Regions from separate parts of the Mus musculus genome. Here all the other regions are linked to region 1. Evidence: chromatin contacts called from public ChIA-PET and promoter capture Hi-C data. All regions are on one chromosome and are shown on one strand. Each heading gives the region's core, a stretch centred on a gene start, on an enhancer-like site or on the middle of the called end of the contact. The rest is flanking DNA. Distances are from core to core; before and after follow the strand shown. Region 1 holds the start of Rfc2 (replication factor C (activator 1) 2). Region 2 has its middle 11 kb from the start of Tmem270. Region 3 overlaps Gtf2i (general transcription factor II I).

Region 1 (3,509 bases), core at 350-2,849:
TGACTGACCCTTCCTCAGGGAATGCATAAGGCCACCAATAAACTTAGATATTGACATCATATAACATAACAGCAGCAGAATTGCAGCTATGAAGTAGCAATAAAAATTTTATAGTTGGGGGGGCACCCCAACATGAGGCACTGTATGAAAGGGTCACAGCATTAGGGAAGTTGAGAACCATTGCTCTGGAGAGATAGTTCAGTGAACCGAGGAACCTCTCTGTGGTCTGCTGTCAGAAACCTTACTTTTGATAAAGAAAAACTAGTGCTGGGGTAGCTCCATGCTAGCATGTGGTCTGGCAGCAAGTTCCATGCAAAAACTAAAAGCTCAAAATTCACCTGCAGCCCCTGTCCATAGGCAGAAGACACAGTGGGGTCAGAATTCGTCATTCTCGACTATACAGAAAGTCTGCAGCTAGCTTAGGGTGGTGAGACCTACCGTAACAAAAGTGAAACACACACACACACAGAGTTTTGTTTTGTTAAACAGTGTTTCTATGTGTAGCCCTGGCTGGCCTCCAACTCAGAGAATCACTTGCCTCTGACTTCCAAGTGCTGGGATCAAAGGTGTGTGCCACCACCTGGCTAAAGCTAATAGTTTTTTAAGATGAGATTTTTAAACAAATAAAAAAATATGAGGCCAGGGCTGGAGAGATGGCTCAGCGGTGACGAGCACTGCCCGCTCTTCCAAAGGCCTTGAGCTCAATTCCCATAGTGGTGGCTCACAACCATCCGTGATGGGTTCTGATGCCCTCTTCTGGTGTGTCTGAAGACAGCTACAGTATACTCATATACATAAAATAAATAAAAGCCATTAGCATTGCACTGCATGAGGGCCTATTAGTCACGTTTAAGCATCATTTAGATGAACCTCGAGACACATATTCCTCAATTTCCATAAATAAAAATCTCTACCTTTGCCTGGTGGCTTACACCTGCCATTCCAGTATTTGGGAAGCTGAAGCAGGAGAACTGCAGAAACTTCAAGACCAGCTTGGGCTTCACAGTGAACCCCAGGGCTGTGAATGGGCCTCAGTCCGTAGAGTGCTAGCTTAGCGTGCACGAGGCTCTGTGTTCCATCCCCAGCACTGCTTTACGGAAGTAATGCATGCCCTGTCACCCCAGGATCAACGTTCAAAGTCATCCTTTGCTACGTAGTGAGTTCGAGTCCAGCTTGGGTTACACAGGACACGATCTCAAAAAAAAAAAGAAAGAAAGAAAGAAAAAGAAAAGAAAAGAAAGAAAGAAAAACAGAATATCTAGCTTCAAGAAGGAAAGGGGAAATCTGCGCTCCTGGGGACATCTGCACCTTCTCTGTCCCCTAGACCCAGGTCGAACCCAGGGTTCCTGGAGCTCGGCCCGCCCTCACGTCTACGCGCGCGTTACTATGGCTGCAGGCTCACCACGGCAGCTCGTAGTGGCCGGCGGTCTTGCTGGGGACAGGCGAGGGCTCCTGCGCCCCACTCTCGGATGGGTCACAGCCACTCTCCTGAACCTCCATTCCGGTGGCTGCTCTTCCCGCCACCCGAGGCCCCGCCCCATGCCGCTTTGACGGAAGTCTGGGTCCTGGTTTCCGGGCAACGCCGAGAGGAAAGCGGAAGTGCGTTATAGAGGCGGTGAATCTCTTCCTGCGCCTGCGCAGAGAGCACCGCGTAGCCATCCCTGGCCGCTAGAGGCCGCAGTGATCTCAGGAGCTGGCGTTTGAGAGGCGGGGGGGGGGGGGGGGGAGACATTTTATTATATCTTATTTAATTGTGACATTAAATAAGATAAAATAAAATCATTTCATTTCTTTTTACTTTCATGGACTTTTATTTTTTTTGAGACAGGGTTTCTCTGTGTAGCCCTTGACTGCTCTGAAACTCACTGTGTAGACCAGGCTGGTCTTGATTTCAGAGATCTGCCTGCCTCTATCTCTTGTGTGTGCCACCAATGCCTGGCTAAAATAAGGTTTTTTTTGTTTTGTTTTGGTTTTGGTTTTTCGAGACAGGGTTTCTCTGTGTAGCCCTGGCTGTCCTGGAACTCACTTTGTAGACCAGGCTGGCTTCGAACTCAGAAATCCGCCTGCCTCTGCCTCCCAAGTACTGGGATTAAAGGCGTGGGCCACCACGCCCGGCTAAATAAGTATTTTTAAAGAGATGCTTTCTAGGCCCAGGTTTGGTGGCACAGGTCTTTAATTCCAGTACTTGGGAGCAGAGGCACATGGATCTTTGTAAGTTCAAGGCCAGCCAGAGCTATGTACTATCACAAATTTCAGAGCTATCACAAAAATTAAACAAAAAAACAAAAAAAATACAACAATAACAAAACTAAAGATACTTTCTGGCCAGGTAAAGTAACACACACCTGTCATTCTTTTTTTTTTTTTTTTTTTTTTTTTTTTTTAATCATATGTGAGTACACTGTAGTTGTCTTTAGACACCTCAGAAGAGAGCATCAGATCTCATTATGGATGGCTGTGAGCCACCATGTTGTTGCTGGGACTTGAACTCAAGACCTTTGGAAGAGTAGTCAGTGCTTTTAACCACTGAGCCATCTCTCCAGTCCCACACCTGCCATTCTTACACTACTAACAAGCCGGGCAGGAGGAGAGTGAGTTCTGGGACTAGAAAAGGGAGACTCTGTCTCAACAAAGCAACTACAACAAAAAAAGCTGACATGACACATACCTGTAGCTTCAGCACTTGAAAGACAGATGCCAGCCTGGGGTACATGAGATTCTTAAAGAAATAATAGGGCATGGGTCAGAAGCCTGGGTTCCACCAGTATCAACGAGGAAAAAAAAATGGTTTTCTCCAAGGTGGCATTTTCAAGGTTTAAGGCTGGTGATTTCCAAGCAGGCTCGCCCTACCGTTAGCAACCTCAGCAAACTGCTTATTTTCGTAGTCTGCCTGCCCAGACACATCCCACGGAGTGCCTCTGGTAAGCACAAAGGTTTTTATTTGAACTCTTTGGCTAAACATTAGCAGTTTTTTAATTGCTTTCCTTGCTTTTTGTTATTGTTGCTGTTGAGAAGGTGTCTCTGTAGCCCTGGCTGACCTGGATGTGTGAACCAGGCTGGACTTGAACCAGGGGAGATCCCCCCACCCCTGTCCTTGGAATGCTGAAATTAAAGGCTGTGCCACCACTTCTGGTCATGCTTTGTTGTTGTGTTCCCTCTTTAGCAATAAGAAAACAAGGAGAGAACTTTTACTGATGGGCACAGAGGACGGATTTTATGTCCCTGGATGTGGGGTGACCTTTAAGACCTCAGCTGTGGGTGGCTGATCATTGAGCCTTTCTTTCCTTTGGTTTCTGGTCTGTTGACATTTCCTCAGTGAGCATGTCCCTGCTGACAGCGCTGGGACCTCTTCATCTACAGAGCCACAAGAGACCAGTTGCACCCAACTTGGGTAAGATGTGTCTTATGAATCCCTGAGCAAATGATTGATGGGAGACAGAGACAAGAATGTTCTCTCTCTCTCTCTCTCTCTCTCTCTCTCTCTCTCTCTCTCTCTCTCTCTCTCTCTC
Region 2 (3,509 bases), core at 337-2,836, 310 kb before region 1:
TGGCCTGACACAACCTGTTAGGACTTCACGCCTCAGCCTGAAGGCTCCCTGGCTAGACTCTCCACCCAAGCCATGTGATGCCCCTGACCCTGGTGTCCCCAGCAGGTTGCAAAGAGCCCCCTGTATGCCCTTTGAGGTTCCGCAGCAGGACTTAGGGACTGCTATCTATCCACAGGCCTCAGTTAATTGTGGCTGCATAGGCTTGACATTTGACCTCGGCCTCCTATGGCCTCCATGCCTTCCTGCCTCCAAGTCAGGAGGGGATGGGGTTTCCCTCTTGTCTTGTTACCTTTGCTTTCCAATTTCTGTGCCTGGTAGGGTTGGGAGGTTCTACTTGCGCAATTCTTAAAAGTTAAAAAGAAAAGTGAGGTTGAAGGGCTGGAGAGATGGCTCAGAGGTTAAGAGCACTGACTACTTTTCTAGAGGATCTGGGTTCAAATCTCAGCAACCACATGGCAACTCACAGTCATCTGTAACTCCAGTTCCAGGGGATCAGGGACCCTCTTTTGATGTTCCCTGGTAGCAGGCACACATGTGGTGCACAGACATACAAGCGTACATTTATTCATTGGCTGTATTTTGTGTGTATGTGTGTGTGACACACGCAAATGCAGAGGTCAGAGGACAACCTACAACTTTCAGGAGTCAGTTCTCACCATATACCACGTGGGCTCCTTGGTTCTCAAACTTGGTCACCAGTCTTGGTCACAGGCACTTTACCCACTGAGCCAAGTCCCCAGCCTTGGGCAGTTCTGGATATATAGCTTGTTTGGAGAGTATAGCTGCAGCCTTCCTCCCCTGCCCCCCTGCTCAGGGCAGGTTCAGGTCCTGGGCTATGCTGTTAGCAGGAGTTGCTGGTTATGTCTGCAGTGTGACCCTGGGGCTCCTTTTAGAGACCCTCCTGGAAACCTTCTGGAGCCTCTCTGCTTCCACTGCACTACTTCATTCAATCAGTGTGTGTGTGCGTGTGTATGTGTGTGTGCGTGTGTGTATGTGTGTGTGTGTATGAGACAAGCTGGTCTTGAATTTATTCTGTAGCTGAGGATGACCTTGAACTTGTAATCCTGCTGCTTCCAATTCTCAAATGCTGGGATTACAAGCATGAGCTATGTAGACAGTGCTAGGAATCAAACCTAGTGCTTCAGGCATGCCAGGCAAGCGCTCTGCCAATCGAGATACACCCTCAGTTTAAGTTACCTGCGCTCTGAGAGTAACTTATCCTTCCTCTCCACTGGGACTCAGTTTTGGCTGGTCTCTGGCTTATATAGCCCTGGGCAGGTCAGCCTTAGTTCTTACTTCCATCACAGGGCTCAGTTAACATCTGCAACTTAGCATTTGTGGATCTTGAAGCTTCCTTGAACCAGGGATCAGAGTTCTGTAATTAGGGGGTTCTAGAAGGACCCCCCCCCAAGTCTAAATAGAATAGAGAAATTCAAGCCTAGCCTTCAGGTCCCTGTTGCAGCAGCTGGATCCTGCAGCCATTCTTGTTCACAATGTGCACATCTGGGGTGATGTACTCCTCACCCACCCCCAGCCCAGGCTCACATCTGGAGACCAAAGCTGGCTCGCTGGCTAAACACAGAGCATCTGGATGTGAAGAGCTGTTTCTGGGTTAACACGGCCCATCTGGGCCCCTGGCTGCTGCTCCGCCCCGTCTCCACAGCGGAATGCTGGCTGCACATCTGGACGGCTGGAACCCGTGTCCAGCTGGGTCAGGAGCCGTGTCTGCCACCATCACCCCCCCTTCTCTGTCTGCTTGAGGTTGTGGTAGGGGATCTGTATTCAGAGAGTTCCCCAGACTGTCTATAAGGCACTGGTCTCTGGGTTTTGCCTGATGGGCTTACCTTGGCAACAGATTCATCCTAACATACTCTGTACACATGTCCCTTGTCCCAGATTGGTGACAGCTGCCACTCTACACCAGCCCACCCTAGGGAGGGTGTTGGCATGTCTTGAAAGAGCCTCTGGGGCCACTGGAGTGCCTGTCTGCATGCCCTCTCTCAGGGTTCCACCAACTGGAAGGCAAGGGTCTCTGCCTTGGGTCTCTGCCTTGGAGCCCAACTCACGGGAACAACCCTGAGCCTAGCCCTCTACACCAACTTCCATGCTTGGCTAGAGGGAGCCGGTAGTCTTCCCAGAACCCTGCGACTCACATGAGGGCAGCCTGGGTCAAAAAGACAACTAGAGGGAACTGGGCTAGCCTGTGGAAAGGATGACTACCCAAGAGGTGAGGGACCTCCTGACATCGCACAACTGGATTTTTTTTTTCAATGAGAAGGGTCTTTCTCATGTAGCCCAGGCTGGCCTCAAATTCCTTATGTAACTGGGCCTGATTCCCGATCCTCATGTATACTAGGCAAACACACCACTGACCAAGCCACACCTTCCTCAGCCCCTCAACTGACTCACGTTTAGCTCAGTAGCTGATAACTATTTTTTAAAATTACATTTATGTATGTATGTATGTATGTATGTATGTATGTATGTATGTGTGTGCAATGCTTAGTGTACGTGTGGAGGGCAGAGGATCACTTGCAGAGGTCAGTTCTCTCCTTCCACCACATGGGTCCCGGGGGTCAAACTGAGGTCATCTGGCTTGGCAGCAAGCCACTTTAGCTACTGAGCCATCTTGCTTAGGCCCTAACCCTTCAGACTTCAGGCTACCATCAAGAGCTAAAGCACTTGGGACTCCAAAGTTACCACGAAGGGATGGATCCATGTGTCTCTGTCACTAATATGGCAGATGTTATGTTCTGTATTAGCATATATTAAATCCATAGTAATGAGTTTCATTAGGCCATCTTCATATGTATGTGTAATGCATTTTGATTAAAGTCACCCCAACACTGTCTCTTGCCCCCACCTACTCCTGTTGATCCCCCCTCGGATTCCCAACTGGTCCCTCTTCTATTTTCCCACCTCTTATGTGTGTGTGTGTGTGTGTGTGTGTGTGAGACCCTGTGAGTTCAATTCAAGTTGCTTACAGGAGCCTGGTTATTTACCAGAGTGGCTGCACCACTGAAAGGAATCTCTCTCCCTACCCCCAGTAACCGATCATGCTTATAGATCTCTGGAGAGGGTTGGGGCCCTGTGAGTCCCTCCCACACCCTTGGTGGAAGGCATGAAGGCCTGGTCTTGTGCAGTTGAGTTCAGAAGTATAACAGTCATGGCATGCCTGGAAGACAGCATCTCAGAGCCCTTTACGCTTTCCTCTGCTCTTCCATCCTCTTCGGAGTCTGTTCATACTATCATCCTATTTTGGACGGAGCAGTCAACAGGCAAAGGTTACCCTTGCAGGGAACCAAAGATGTTAGACAACTTTTAAAGGTCAATCTTTGGAGCTTTCATTCTGAGAGTTCTGTGGAGGGAGCACGTCGTGTGTGCATGTGTGTGTGTGTGTGTGTGTGTGTGTGTGTGTGTGTGTGTGTGCATGTGTGTGCATGCAAACATAGGGTGGGAGGACAGATGTTTGATGAGAATGGTGGATGAGTGGGTAGGCACAAGGAAAC
Region 3 (3,509 bases), core at 534-3,033, 300 kb after region 1:
TGCTGTGAGATGGAAGGCAGAGGCAGGCAAGTCTGGAAGCTGGAAGGACAACTAGTCTTGACTACACAGACCAGCAGAAAAAAAAAATACAAGTGAGTCTGCCTCATTAAGGTGTCCTGAGCCCCTGACAGGTGTGGTGGGTGGTTGCTGGTCCTGGGGTGGGGGATGTTGGTCATAGTTTGTTAGTTGCCATGCTCAAAGAAGAAACAAAAGGAAAGAAATTAGGTTCAGGGGTCTCTCTCCCCTTTATCCTTTCTCTCCTATCTAGTGTTAGGAGTAAAACCATGGGGGCGGGAGGGGGGGGGGAAGGGTGGGAGAAAAAAAGAACCCACAACGAATCAAAGACCAGCTGCAGGGTCTTGCTGCCTGGGTGGCCTGGGCCTTTCGCTATAGACCAGACTCAGGGCAGGCCTCCCGCTCTTCCCCGCTGTGCTCCACACAGGCTGCTTGAGTCCAGGTTGCGATCTAGATGTAACCCAGACACGTTTGCTCATTTTTGTGGTGAGGGACATTTGGGCTGTATAGATTCTTGGCTCTTAAGTAAAGGGCTGTGTAGATTGGTTACAGGTTTAACCTCAACGGCACCCCTCCACAGTGCCGGTGATACAAGCCAGGGGCCTTGCACATGCTAGGCTATGCAAAGGTGAGACAGGGTTTTGCCGTGTAGTCAAGACTGGCCTTGAACTGTCTCAGTATCCTTAATGCCTGGATTCCCTATATACCTCCAGGTCAGGTAAGACAGTTCTTTTAATTGCAGTATAATTCACCAGTTTCAAATGTACCACAGATTGGGCAACTGTTGATTATCTACTTGAGAACATTTCTATCATATCTAACAGAACCCCCACACGAGGCATAGCTACTGACCTTGAATAGGGGTCATATTTACATCCGCTTCTTACCTTATGCCACTCAAATGCTTTATTTCTGTTGCCAGCTTACTGGCAGAAATAAGCTTTTTCTGTGAAATGAAAACTGGATGACTGAGTTCAGGACTGTTTATGCTTGCTCATCCCGAGATGTTTCTTCTCCGGGTCCCCCAACCTCACCCTGAATCCCCCACAAGCCAGGGCATGGTATCATGAGCCCTAGAATCCTGACACTGTGGGATGAGAGAATGTGGAATTGACGGACAGCCAGGGCTACACAGAGAAACCCTGTGTCAAAATCCAAAAACCAGAAAAACAGACAAGCAAACCGACAAGAATACCAACAAATGTCATTGAACCTGAATGCCCTTTGCTTTGTAGGTGGTCGAGTGCTGGCGGCCGAGGCTGAGAGGTCCATGCTGTCTCCTAGTGGAAGGTAAGCCATCGTCCCCCCCATACTGTTGTGACCCTGCCCCAGAGTTACTAAAAGCAGAAGGCTGAGGGCCACATCCAGAAGTGCAGGGTGCAGCACTTGGCTGCAAAAGTGTCAATTTTGGTTTTGTTTTAGAAATATTCTCACTTTGTAATAGCCGAGGCTAGCCTCATTTTGGGACACTTGTGCCCCAGCCTCCTAAGAGCTGGAGGCACAGGCGTGATGGGCACGGGAGTGTGGGCTTCAGCTCTGCAGCTGTGCACAGAGCCCTGGGTAGTCGAGGCTGGATGTCGGGGAAGCTGTTGACAGCTGTGCAGGTGGTTCTCACAGACGCACCCCATGATCCACATTTCTTCCTCCTTTCAGTTGTGGCCCCATCAAAGTGAAAACTGAACCCACAGAAGATTCTGGTATGTACTAGTACTCTTAGAAGCTATTATGAACAAAAAGCATTCTCCTTAGCTGAGAAGGTTACAGTTTGAGTGGTTAGTTATTGAGTCATGTTGTGCTGAGCAGACCTGGCTTCTGACGAGCGAGCTTCCTGCCTCAGCCTCGCTACTGCTCATATTAAAGGCGGGACTATACTCAGTTTCACTTAGGAGGGGCCCCTAAGGGTTTCTTTATAATCAGTTAATTTTGTGCATGTGCCTGTTTGTAAATATATGGTATATTCCTATGTTGGGGTGGGAATGGGGTAGGAGGTTGTGTGCCTGTGCCTGCTCCAAGGCCAGAGGAGGCCATCCACTGTCTTCTACTCTAACTCTTCCTTTGAGGCAGGGTCTCTCAGAATTCAGGCCTCGAGCTTGAAAGCTCACTGATCTGTCTCTTGTTTCTGCTTCCCTCCGAGCTGGGCTGCAGGTAATGGCAGGCTTGGTTCACTTGTGATGGGAATTCTGAGATACAAGCTCTGATGCTCAGGATTGTGGGGCAGATGGTTAACCACTGAGCTAGCTCTCTCAAGCTCCCTTGCTGGGGTTGCAGTTGTTGTTTCCTCATGGGGATGATGCTGAACGTTTCTTTCATGAACTTGCCAGTGTGTGTGTGTGTGTGTGTGTGTGTGTGTGTGTGTGTGAGAGAGAGAGAGAGAGAGACAGAGAGGGAGCAGAGTATGCATATGTGGCATGGTGTGCCTGTTGGCATCAGATAACCTCATGTGCTGGTCTGAGCATGTGGCTACTGCAGAAGCTGGGCTGTCTGACCTTCGAGGGCCCAGGAATTCTCTGCCTTCCATCTTGCTGTAGAGAGCTGGTTTACAGACATGCACCACCTTGGCCCGCCTCACTTGGGTCCTGGGAGTTCAGACTGCAGTTCTAGGCTGTGTGGCAAGTGTTTGACCCAGGGAGCCACTTTCCCAGATCCTGTTTTCTCTCTTAACCTGTGCTTACTGTTTTGTTTTTTTTCCATTGTTGAAAGTTCTGCCTATATTTTGGATATAAGTCAGAAATATGGTCTTGCAGATGTTTCTTATGGCCTCTGCTTGGTTTTATATTGTCTTTGAATCTTAAACAAATTTTAGTTTCTGTATTTTCAAGGTTGTGGATTTTTAAAAAAGGTTTTAAAACATTTTTTAAAAAAAATATTTATTTATTTATTTTATGGATATAAGTACTCTGTAGCTGTCTTCAGACACACCAGAAGAGAGCATCAGAACCCATTACAGATGGTTGTGAGCCACCATGTGGTTGCTGGGAATTGAACTCAGGGACCTCTGGAAGAGCAGTCAGTGCTCTTAACCACTGAGCCATGTCTCCAGCTCCCATTTCAAAACGTTTTTTACTCTTTAATTATCATTTTTTTCCTTCCTTTCTCCCTCTCTCCCTCCCTCCTCCCTCCCTCCCTCTCTCCTTCCCTCCCTCCCTCTCTCCCTCTGTCCCTCCCTCCGTCCCTCCCGTGGTGACAGGGTTTCTCCGTATAGTCCTTGCTGTCCTGGAATACATTATGTAGCCCAGGCTGACCTTGGCTTGCCTTTTCTTCTGCAAGTGCTGGGATTAAAGGTGTGCGCTACCTTGTCTGCCTTAATTCATTTAACATTTGTATATTTGAGGTTATAATGTAATTACATCATTTCTTCCTACCTTGTCCCCTGTCTAAACCCTTCCAGATACCCTGCTGTGCTCTCTTTACATTTCATGGCCTCTTTGTTCAACATTGTCTCACACTCACACTTCTGTCTATAAAGTTTAACACTGTTTGTATGGTTTTTTAAA

The links. Promoter capture Hi-C pulls out the DNA fragments that hold promoters and counts their contacts. ChIA-PET counts read pairs in DNA pulled down with a chosen protein or histone mark.
Region 2: a promoter capture Hi-C map of cranial neural crest shows a contact between it and region 1. The contact joins the enhancer-like site here to the promoter of Rfc2 in region 1. A contact is called at or near these places in 10 of 39 promoter capture datasets (the 3T3-L1 cell line, cranial neural crest, embryonic stem cells and 6 more), 7 of 484 Hi-C or Micro-C datasets (cerebellum, cortical neurons, embryonic stem cells and 3 more), 2 of 115 datasets of contacts at active chromatin or transcription factors (embryonic stem cells and forebrain) and 2 of 9 other capture datasets (adipose tissue and embryonic stem cells).
Region 3: a contact with region 1 is called in an RNA polymerase II ChIA-PET map of memory CD8 T cells, with 88 read pairs. The contact joins the enhancer-like site here to the promoter of Rfc2 in region 1. A contact is called at or near these places in 4 of 39 promoter capture datasets (the SN4741 cell line, embryonic stem cells and liver), 1 of 484 Hi-C or Micro-C datasets (embryonic stem cells), 2 of 115 datasets of contacts at active chromatin or transcription factors (embryonic stem cells and memory CD8 T cells) and 3 of 9 other capture datasets (adipose tissue, liver and pancreatic islet).

Annotation. Positions count from the first base shown.
Region 1 is chr5:134,580,780-134,584,288 of GRCm38.p6, reverse strand. It overlaps Rfc2 (replication factor C (activator 1) 2), which reads right to left and starts at 1,599. Exons shown (of 11, transcript NM_020022.2): 1 at 1,403-1,599. The coding sequence starts at 1,500.
Region 2 is chr5:134,893,573-134,897,081 of GRCm38.p6, reverse strand. No RefSeq gene overlaps it. Among named protein-coding and RNA genes, the nearest start is that of Tmem270, 11 kb to the left of the region's middle. Within about 2 kb of position 1,586, at least 18 of the 459 cell types and tissues checked have an H3K27ac peak or open chromatin away from gene starts, as enhancers often do.
Region 3 is chr5:134,280,990-134,284,498 of GRCm38.p6, reverse strand. Gtf2i (general transcription factor II I) reads left to right here. Exons shown (of 34, transcript NM_010365.4): 7 at 1,251-1,305; 8 at 1,669-1,712. Among named protein-coding and RNA genes, the nearest start is that of Gtf2i, 32 kb to the left of the region's middle. Within about 2 kb of position 1,783, at least 41 of the 459 cell types and tissues checked have an H3K27ac peak or open chromatin away from gene starts, as enhancers often do. A contact at or near this core is called in memory CD8 T cells, where this site is marked.